2 separate regions of the Mus musculus genome follow, and region 1 is linked to region 2. The links are chromatin contacts, called in public HiChIP or PLAC-seq maps. All regions are on one chromosome and are shown on one strand. Each heading gives the region's core, a stretch centred on a gene start, on an enhancer-like site or on the middle of the called end of the contact. The rest is flanking DNA. Distances are from core to core; before and after follow the strand shown. Region 1 overlaps Rin2 (Ras and Rab interactor 2). Region 2 overlaps BC039771 (cDNA sequence BC039771).

Region 1 (4,110 bases), core at 1,559-4,058, 82 kb before region 2:
GATACGCAGTGCTAGGGATGGAATACAGCGGAGCCACACCCCCAGCCTTCTTTGGTTTCACTTTGAAATGAACATACTGGCCAGAAAGATAGCTCAGCGTGTAAAGTTTTTGATGTGCAACGACAAGGACGAGTTTGGATGCTCAAAACCCATGTAAAAGCTGGACGTGGTGGCTCGTACCTTTATCCTTAGTGCTAGGAGGTGGAGAGGTACTGAAAGTTCAGTGGCCAGCTAGTCTATCTGAAACAGTGAAATCCAAATTCATAAAGGGAACTGTCTCAGAAAAAATAAGGTGGACAACAACAGAGGAAGAGACCCAGAGTTGACTTTTGGCCTCTACTGGCTCCAGTGTGTCTGCGCGCGCGCGCGCGTGGGCAACAATAATGCAAGAGCATCCCAGTGGCTATGCCTTTGCTGCCAACAGAACCCAGAGGTGCCTACTCTGCAGTCACACTAGGAACAGAGCTTCCTCTCTGCTCAGATGACAGCCATCGCTGGTCCCACTTGCAGTAGTAAAGAAACGAGTCTGCTGTGAAATACTGCATTTGTACACTGTACATTTGTACATTTGGTTTTCAAGCATAGCTGTTTTTCCTATGTCATGCCATCAAATTTGATTTAATACACTTAAACATGCTATTCTGAAAAGGAGTCCACGGCACAAGAAAACATTAAGACTGCGAGAACATTTCAGAGTTAACCATGGAGTAGCAAAACGTTAACCCAAGCAAGGGAATAGAGGTCCTTTACTGCCTAGGAAAACTAGCTTGGTATTTAACCCCAGGTTCCATCAATTGAGGAAGTTCAGGCATTTTGCAATGACTATTGGGAGGGACAGGAGAGGCCCTGTCAGACTCATACTTATGGAGAAGGATGTCAGAAGAAGGTGACAAGGGTGCATTTGTTACATCTGGTGCACTGGAAAACTAGCAGCAATTCCCTAGAAAGGGTAGAACTGCTAACTAGCTTCCTCCCTCTCCCTCCTTTCTTCCTTCTCTTCTCTCCCTCTTCCCTCTTCTCCCTCTTTCTAGGTTGAACTTTCCATCCTCCTGCCTCAGCCCCTGAAGTCTCAGGATCACAAGTTCTGTGTGCTCAACCACTTTTCTCTACAGCAGTAATACAACTCCAGGATGGAATTGTGGTCTTGTACCCATGGCTATGTCTTTCTTCGTTCTGGAAACAACTCAAAGTCTCTTTTTCCTACCTCCCTGTTGCCTGGCTCTCCTGATACCTCCATTGGGAAAATGGATAAATTAAAAGCAGTCACTGCTTCTAAAAAATCTTAATGACCAAGAATTGTTGGTTTGATGTTTTAGCCACATTATCAATTTCCACATGAGTAGAACAAGCTTAATAATGGACCTCTCTCTGTCTTTTATAATAGTTAGGAGATACAATGGGCTGGTAGCTTCAAACTCCTGAGGCCAACACATAATAAGCACAATATCTCTATCTCTATCTCGCTATATCTATCTATCTATCTATCTATCTATCTATCTATCTATCTATCTATCTATAAAACAAATATTTGCTACTATGTCTGGCAAGTAAGGTACCTCTAAAAATGAGTAAATTCCATGTTAATGAACACAGTATCCAAGGATATTAGTTTGAACAAATATGTTATTGTGGTGTACTTTTGGTCATTCTTTTTGGTTTTGTTTGCTGATTTGTTTGAGACCAGGTTTATCTATTATGTATCTCTGGCTGACCTGGAACTTGCTATGTAGATCAGGTTAGGCTCAAACTCACAGAGATTGCCTGCCTCTACTTCTGCTGGGACTAAAGGCATTCACTACCATGACCAGTCACGTCCCACACTTTTGATCATTCTTAAATTTGGAAAGAAAAAGATGAAAAGAGATATTAGGGCTGGGAGTGTGGTATACTCAGTGTAGTGAGCCTCAGAAGTGCAACATATACTCAGCATGCACCACAAATAAACACAAGCAATGTTAGTGATTAAATGAACTCCAGCTCTCACCCTATTATCTGCTGAGGTCAGGAAGTAAGATCTCAATGGTTTGCAGCCCACCCCCCCCCCAAAACCTTAATAACCCCTGTGACTTATACTTAGAGGAGATCTTTTTCACTCTGTGTCTGTCCCCTGCAGAGCTTGGGGACATGGTTTCCATTTCTCCTAGACATAGACAAAACAAATGTCACTAAATTCTACTCCTTATCAGCCTAGACTCCAGTTTTGCTTACATATAGCAGTGCAGAGACTAAAGCTCAACCCTGCACAAAAGTTCCAAGAATAGCCTTTGAACTATGGATATGAGATGGGGGGAAAATCTCTAGCTGAAAACCATTGTGCACTGAGCATGTGTGTCAAGTTTATGGGAGAAAACAATGTAACTAATCAAAGTCCATTCACACCAGGGTATAAAGAAAGCACTAAAAGCCAAGAAGCATGGAAGGACACCTGGTCTACCTCCACTACTTTGTAGAAATGGCCAGGAAGTAGAGGGTACCTAGAACTTGCCCAGCTAAGGCAAATGCAGCTCCAGCACCACCTTCTAGCTGCCTAGCAACCGCCTCCCTTGATTGGTGGCTTTTTTTTCCCCTCCCTCAGTCTTGGGCAGAGAACAAGTCAGGCTGGTTTGAAACTTGCCTGGGCAACCAGTGTCACCTGGTTTGTCTGCGTGTCCTGTGACTTGCAAGCAGACTCACATAATAAATCTTAACTTTGTACTATTCCATGCAGCCTCAAGCAGGGAAGAGGGGGTGGGGTGATGAACCTGGTTTTCTAGGCCCCAACCAACACGCCCATCATTCAGTAGCAATGACCTTCTGCTTTTCTGCCAACAACTAAGGCTCTATCAAAGAGCTAAGAGGTTTGACCTTCAACCTACAACCTCACCTCTGACCCCTGTAAAGATAATTTTCCAGTGCAAAACCAGCCCCTCCTACATATTCAAAGAGTATGCAGCATGCCAAATTGGCACAGCCATTTATGACCTCATTTAGTTATAAACCCCCTGATGGCTTTTCAGGTTAATAGCTATTGTAGATCTGAGGATTTTTCTGACCTGAGAATGCAAAATGGGTCCATCCTCTTTAGTTGCTCCCCTTTAAACCTTCTGGAGACTTCCAGGGCTATACTGAATTCTACTTCATGCACGGAAGGTCCGCTGTATTACTCTTTCCATCACTGTGATACGTGACTGACAATTTCCCGGTTCTGGTGCCAGGAGGAATCAAGAAGGTAGAAAGTTCAAGTGCCTTCAAAGCAATTAAAATAAACAAGCAGGCAAGGAGCTTCTAGGCCACTCCCACCTCCTACAGAGAATTTCATCTGGTGGTATCACCACACTCCCAGTGCCCAAACTTTGAAGGAGTGACAGGATTGCCAGCCCTCTTCATTCACCAGCTTCTCTGCGTCCCCCAGCTCGCTGCAACAAGCACCTAGCTTTGTCTTTGATCACCTGTGGGTTTCAGAAGGTTCCAGGCCATTTTCCCGGCTGATATCTGTCTGCACCATCTCCCGTTTCAGTTCTCCGATCTCCGAGGCGATCGTGTCAATGAGCTATACAGAGACAAAAATAGCATGACGTCAGGAAGTGAAGAGGCGGGCCGTGTTCCTAAAGCCAGGGAGCCCTCAACAGATGACCCTCCTACCCCCAGTTTTAAATCTTGGCTCTGTGAATTTCCTCTAACCAGAGGAAAAAATAAAGGGGGAGGAGCAGGTCCCCTTTAAAAAGAGGAAGGACTTGGGTTTTGATATTGGGAAAGAGCTGGGGTTTCAGTATTGTAATAAGGAAAAGATTCTGACACCCAGCTTGGGTTGCTCAACATGAATATAGAAGAATAAATAAATCCTACTCAAACCAGGTCTCCAAACTCATTTTTGTCAAAAGAAATATTTCAAGGATCTCTGTGAGGTAGAGGCCATCTTGGTTTACATAGTGAGTTTTAGACCAGCCAGGGCTACAGAGTGAGACCCTGTCTCAGGAAAAAAAAAAAAAAAATATATATATATATATATATATGTGTGTGTGTGTGTGTGTGTGTGTGTGTGTGTGTGTAACAAGGCATGGTGGCACACAACGATAATCCTAGCAACAAGAGGCTGAGGAAGGGGTATAAAGATTTGAAAGTAGTCTAAGC
Region 2 (4,242 bases), core at 1,456-3,955:
GTGCTATGATCACTACTCCCCAAGACCCGTGGATGCGGATGCCATCTGCCTGATTCACACCACCTGAACACTGTCTTAGAGGTGTCAGCTTCTTAGGAAATTAGATGGAGCTGGAGCGGAGCCAAGCCAGAGGTCAGTGTTCCAGCTCAACTCTGCGACCTCGTGCCTCTGTTTCCTCATCTAGAAACGGAAGACAGACAGTAAGAGCGAGACTCAGGACAGCAGCCTTTCATCTGGGTCCTCCGGGGTCATGGGCATCACATTAAGTGTGTAAAACTTTCACTCCGGGAAATGCCAGAAGAGTGGAATGGGGAGGGCAGCTGGGGCAGCTGGGAAAGCCATTAGGCTGGGATTCGGATCCTGATGATTCATCCTATTTTTGGTGCATTTCAAAAAAAAAAAAAAAAAAAAAAAAGAAAGAAAAAAGGCACATGTCTATACTTTACCCTAAGTGCTTTACCATGTGCATATTTAACTAGAATCCAATTACTTTTTCAGGTTAAAAAATTATGTAAAAATTTACACCAAGTTTTTAAATGACTGAAGCCATTTCCAAGCAGCAGACACCAGACATTACCTGGCGGGGAGCAATTGGCAGCTGCACATTCTTGGCGTGGGACGTGGCATGTGGGCATCTGCCTATGTGGTTGCTACAGATGCTGAGTATAATAGGATGGGGCTCCAGGAAGCAGACTCAGGCAGAGGTTAGACTGCAGGGGGCTTATTATGGGACAACTGAAGAAACCAGCCATCTCATGGCCCCATATGAAGTCATGGAGGTTGGCTTTGACTAAAAAAACTAAGGGGTTTCACCAAAATGGTTCTTAAACATACAAATTTCATCCTTTGTCCTCATCCTTTTAATATGTATTTCCTGAAGGCCGAGTCCTATCATTTGCGCATGCCCAGAATCCTGTGAGCACACCCCTACATCTAAGGTCTTAAGGGGTAACTCCTAAACTTCTAATCTAGAGTGCTACATAAGACACTAGAACCCTTGTTTCCTGGCTTCTTATTGCTGGGGTGTGGTCGCATTATCTGGGCTCTGATGAAACAGATGGGCCCATGCAAAGCTTTGCTGGAAACCGGACCCCATATCTGGGATAAGAACAAGCATCCATGTGGTAGTCAGGGACCAAGGTCGAACTAGTGTGGCACTGAGCAACAGCTAAAGACGTGATCCCGACAGCATCTTCCTGCTCTTGGACTGTAAGTTGGGCAATTCTGCTATGTTGTTGTGAGAGCCACTTAGGATGCTCAGTTCATGGTCCATCCATGATTCTGAGAGTCCTATTCTTTGGTACCATTCTTTACCTAAACCAGCTGGAGCAATTCCTCTGCATGCATACAAACCTTGCTAATATACAGACTTTCAGTCACTTTGTAAGTCACAGTGCCTTCTCATCAAACACAAGGCAGATATTCCTCAACTTACAATAGGGTTTAGTCCAATAAGCCTATTGCAAGCTGAAAATATCACATTGAAAAATGTGTCAAACATATCTAAACTACAAAACACAACAGAGCCCGGCCTGCCTTCAGGGTGCTTGAGACACTGAAAGCCAGCAGCCTGCAGAAGAACAATTAACAGTCCTGGATTGTGTATTGGTAGCCTAGGAAAAGATCAAATTTCAAAATCTAAAGTATTGTTTCTACTGAAATTCTATCACTTTTATTCTATAGCAAAGTGAAAAAATTAAAAAAAAAATCACTGTAAGTCAGGGGTGATTGGTCTTCTCTGGAAGCCCGGCATGCTAAGTAGGTTGGTCACTCTAATATGGGTTACTCCTCTGCAATCTAGAACTCTAGGACTCCAGGGACTTCCCTTTTACCAGGAGGTACAATTTCCTCAGTGAGGCTATTAAAGAGGGTTCATCATGAGTGCGCCCAGGATATATATAATTTGGGCTAGGGTTTGGGGAAGGGCTTTATCTCATCATGTTAACAAATTCCTCTTGTTTGTTAAGTACACCTACTTAAGTTTCCCATAGCCATTTGCTTACTTTATTCTTCCATGCATGTCCATCATAGGTACCCACCAGGAAGACACCAATATATTCCTCAAGAAGCAGATCAATCATGGCCTCTGTGAACTTCTTATTGACGGGTGGCCATTTCAGGAGCCTCTCAGCACACATAGGCGTTCCCTTCCTCCATGTAGGTGTCCTCCCGTTATGACCCCAGCTAATCTGTGATTCTGATGAGGTACACATCTGGAATCAATACCCCAAAGTGATATTCCCAGGCTTTACCCTCCTTCTACCTACAATATCTGCTAGGGCTTCACACCAGATAAGCCTACCAAGGTGCCAATTAGCAAAGGGAATCTGAGATACCAAGGCAGGTTAAGAGAGTGTAGGGTTGAAGTAAGGCAAGCGTGGCTCTAGGGATGGTAGAATAAATGAGCCACTCAACAGCTCCTCACAGAAGTCAGTGAGGTTGAAAGGGAATGCGAACTTAGTTGAAGGATAGCCTGGGCAACTTCATTATGCCCCTATCTCCAAATCCAAAGGTGAAAAAAACAGGCCGGGGCTGTAGTTTGGCAGTAGGCCCTAGGTTGAAGTTCTTGTACTGCAAGAGAAAAATTACATGACGTGCTGTCATTGTCAATAGAGGAAGTATGTGATTCACCCTGCTGTGTAAGTCAGTCTCAAAGACAGAAGACACAAGTGGAAGTGGGATACAACTGTCCCTACATGTTCCCATGGAACTGATATAATTAAAAAGTACATATGACACACCCTTGACCTAACTCACGCACGGAAAGACCCAATCCTCAGTTGACGGAGGAATGAGAGAAGTTCTATTCTTGACTGATTTCCAATGAACAAGGAGGAACCTGAGGCAGAAGCAGAAGTGATGGGCCCTGTGAGGGCAGATTCTCACTCATCTATGTGCTGCTGATATTTAGGGGTGAGAAGCCTGGTCAGGCTGCAAACTCTGTCTATACAAGCCAAGATTTCAAGAACCCTGAAAGACCTGGAGTCTATCAAAGTGTCCCTTCTGACAGGAAGAATGGAAAGTTATTGCTAATAGGGTCTGGATTCCACCTGCACAGGGTAGTAAATTACTGAGGGACACAGCACTCAGCTATTGTGTCTGCAGAGACATCACAATGAACTCACAGGATGAAAGGCCAGTAAGGATTCCAGAGGCACCAGTAGACTCCAACCAGTTCAGTGGATCAGATGGATAATTTCTAGAAAAGAAACACCCAGAAAAGGGGAATCTTATCTAATTAAAACCAAACCAAAACCATAAACAAAAACAAAAACCAAGGCTCAGTAAAAGTAAAGGGATTTTTGTAAATATGCTTTTGGCCCATGGTAACATCAACAGAAGCAGCAGGAAAAGCAAATCAAAACACTTTGCTCATTAGAGTGTCTAATTTACGTAAGAGGATCAAATAAATATGGTAAGACTGGAAAGGAAGCCAGCTTTACTACGTAGGCTGAATTCTAAGGTCACTGGGGCAGTTGCAAGGGAGAAGCTGGACACTCCTTAGGCATTTCCGTAGCCTTTCTGGAGCGGTCAGAAGCCATGTTTGATATTAAAAAAGAAATCACATAAGCACTGTTTGTGATTGTCTCTAAGCGCTTGAAATAATTGAATTGGTGCTGGACAACAATGGGGCAGATGCTGGACTCTCAACCCAGGCTGAGGTAGGGGAATTGTGAGCTCAAGGTCAGCTTGGGTCACACAGTGAATCCCAGGCAAGTCAGCATTATTGAGAGATCCTATCTCAAAGAGAACCTCAAATAAACCCTGTGTCACAGAGAGCCAGATCTAAGTTTTAGGGAGCCTGACAATCCATTTTAGAGATCTGGTGTGAGAAAGAACCTAAAATCACCTATGTGACACAGTCACCTGCCTCAGGAAGGGAACCAAGAAGAAAAGAACCTGGATGCCATGTAAGTCTATACCCACCTCATCCATCTTGGCCATAATATTAGACAAACATGTTAGTAATGCAATCCACAAATAACAACTATACCTGACTCATCCTGAGAGATGTTCATGGTAAAGTAAGTCTGATGCGCTGGGTACATTTAAGCCCTAAGTTGGTAAGCCTAAACTCATCTCATGCTCAGCCAATGGGAAATGAGATTCTCCTTGATGAGGGTCTTAGAAACTCGAGTCTCTGCGGCAAGCTTAGTTTTCCAGGAAGGAAAGGGAGATGTCAACTGGGGACAGACCCAGTTACAGCCTAACATGGGTCCAACTTTTAAAGCATTATCACTA

The links. HiChIP or PLAC-seq counts read pairs in DNA pulled down with a chosen protein or histone mark.
Region 1: a contact with region 2 is called in an H3K27ac HiChIP or PLAC-seq map of microglia, with 3 times the contacts expected there. The contact joins two enhancer-like sites. A contact is called at or near these places in 1 of 15 datasets of contacts at CTCF or cohesin (the NIH/3T3 cell line), 1 of 484 Hi-C or Micro-C datasets (bone marrow-derived macrophages), 1 of 115 datasets of contacts at active chromatin or transcription factors (microglia) and 2 of 9 other capture datasets (adipose tissue and liver).

The regions. Positions count from the first base shown.
Region 1 is chr2:145,821,684-145,825,793 of GRCm38.p6, reverse strand. Rin2 (Ras and Rab interactor 2) reads right to left here. Exons shown (of 13, transcript NM_028724.4): 3 at 3,429-3,529; 4 at 3,033-3,184. The coding sequence starts at 3,055. Among named protein-coding and RNA genes, the nearest start is that of Rin2, 38 kb to the right of the region's middle. Within about 2 kb of position 2,808, at least 101 of the 459 cell types and tissues checked have an H3K27ac peak or open chromatin away from gene starts, as enhancers often do. A contact at or near this core is called in bone marrow-derived macrophages and microglia, where this site is marked.
Region 2 is chr2:145,739,399-145,743,640 of GRCm38.p6, reverse strand. The region is part of intron 3 of BC039771 (cDNA sequence BC039771); the gene reads right to left. Among named protein-coding and RNA genes, the nearest start is that of Gm34513, 18 kb to the right of the region's middle. Within about 2 kb of position 2,705, at least 25 of the 459 cell types and tissues checked have an H3K27ac peak or open chromatin away from gene starts, as enhancers often do. A contact at or near this core is called in bone marrow-derived macrophages and microglia, where this site is marked.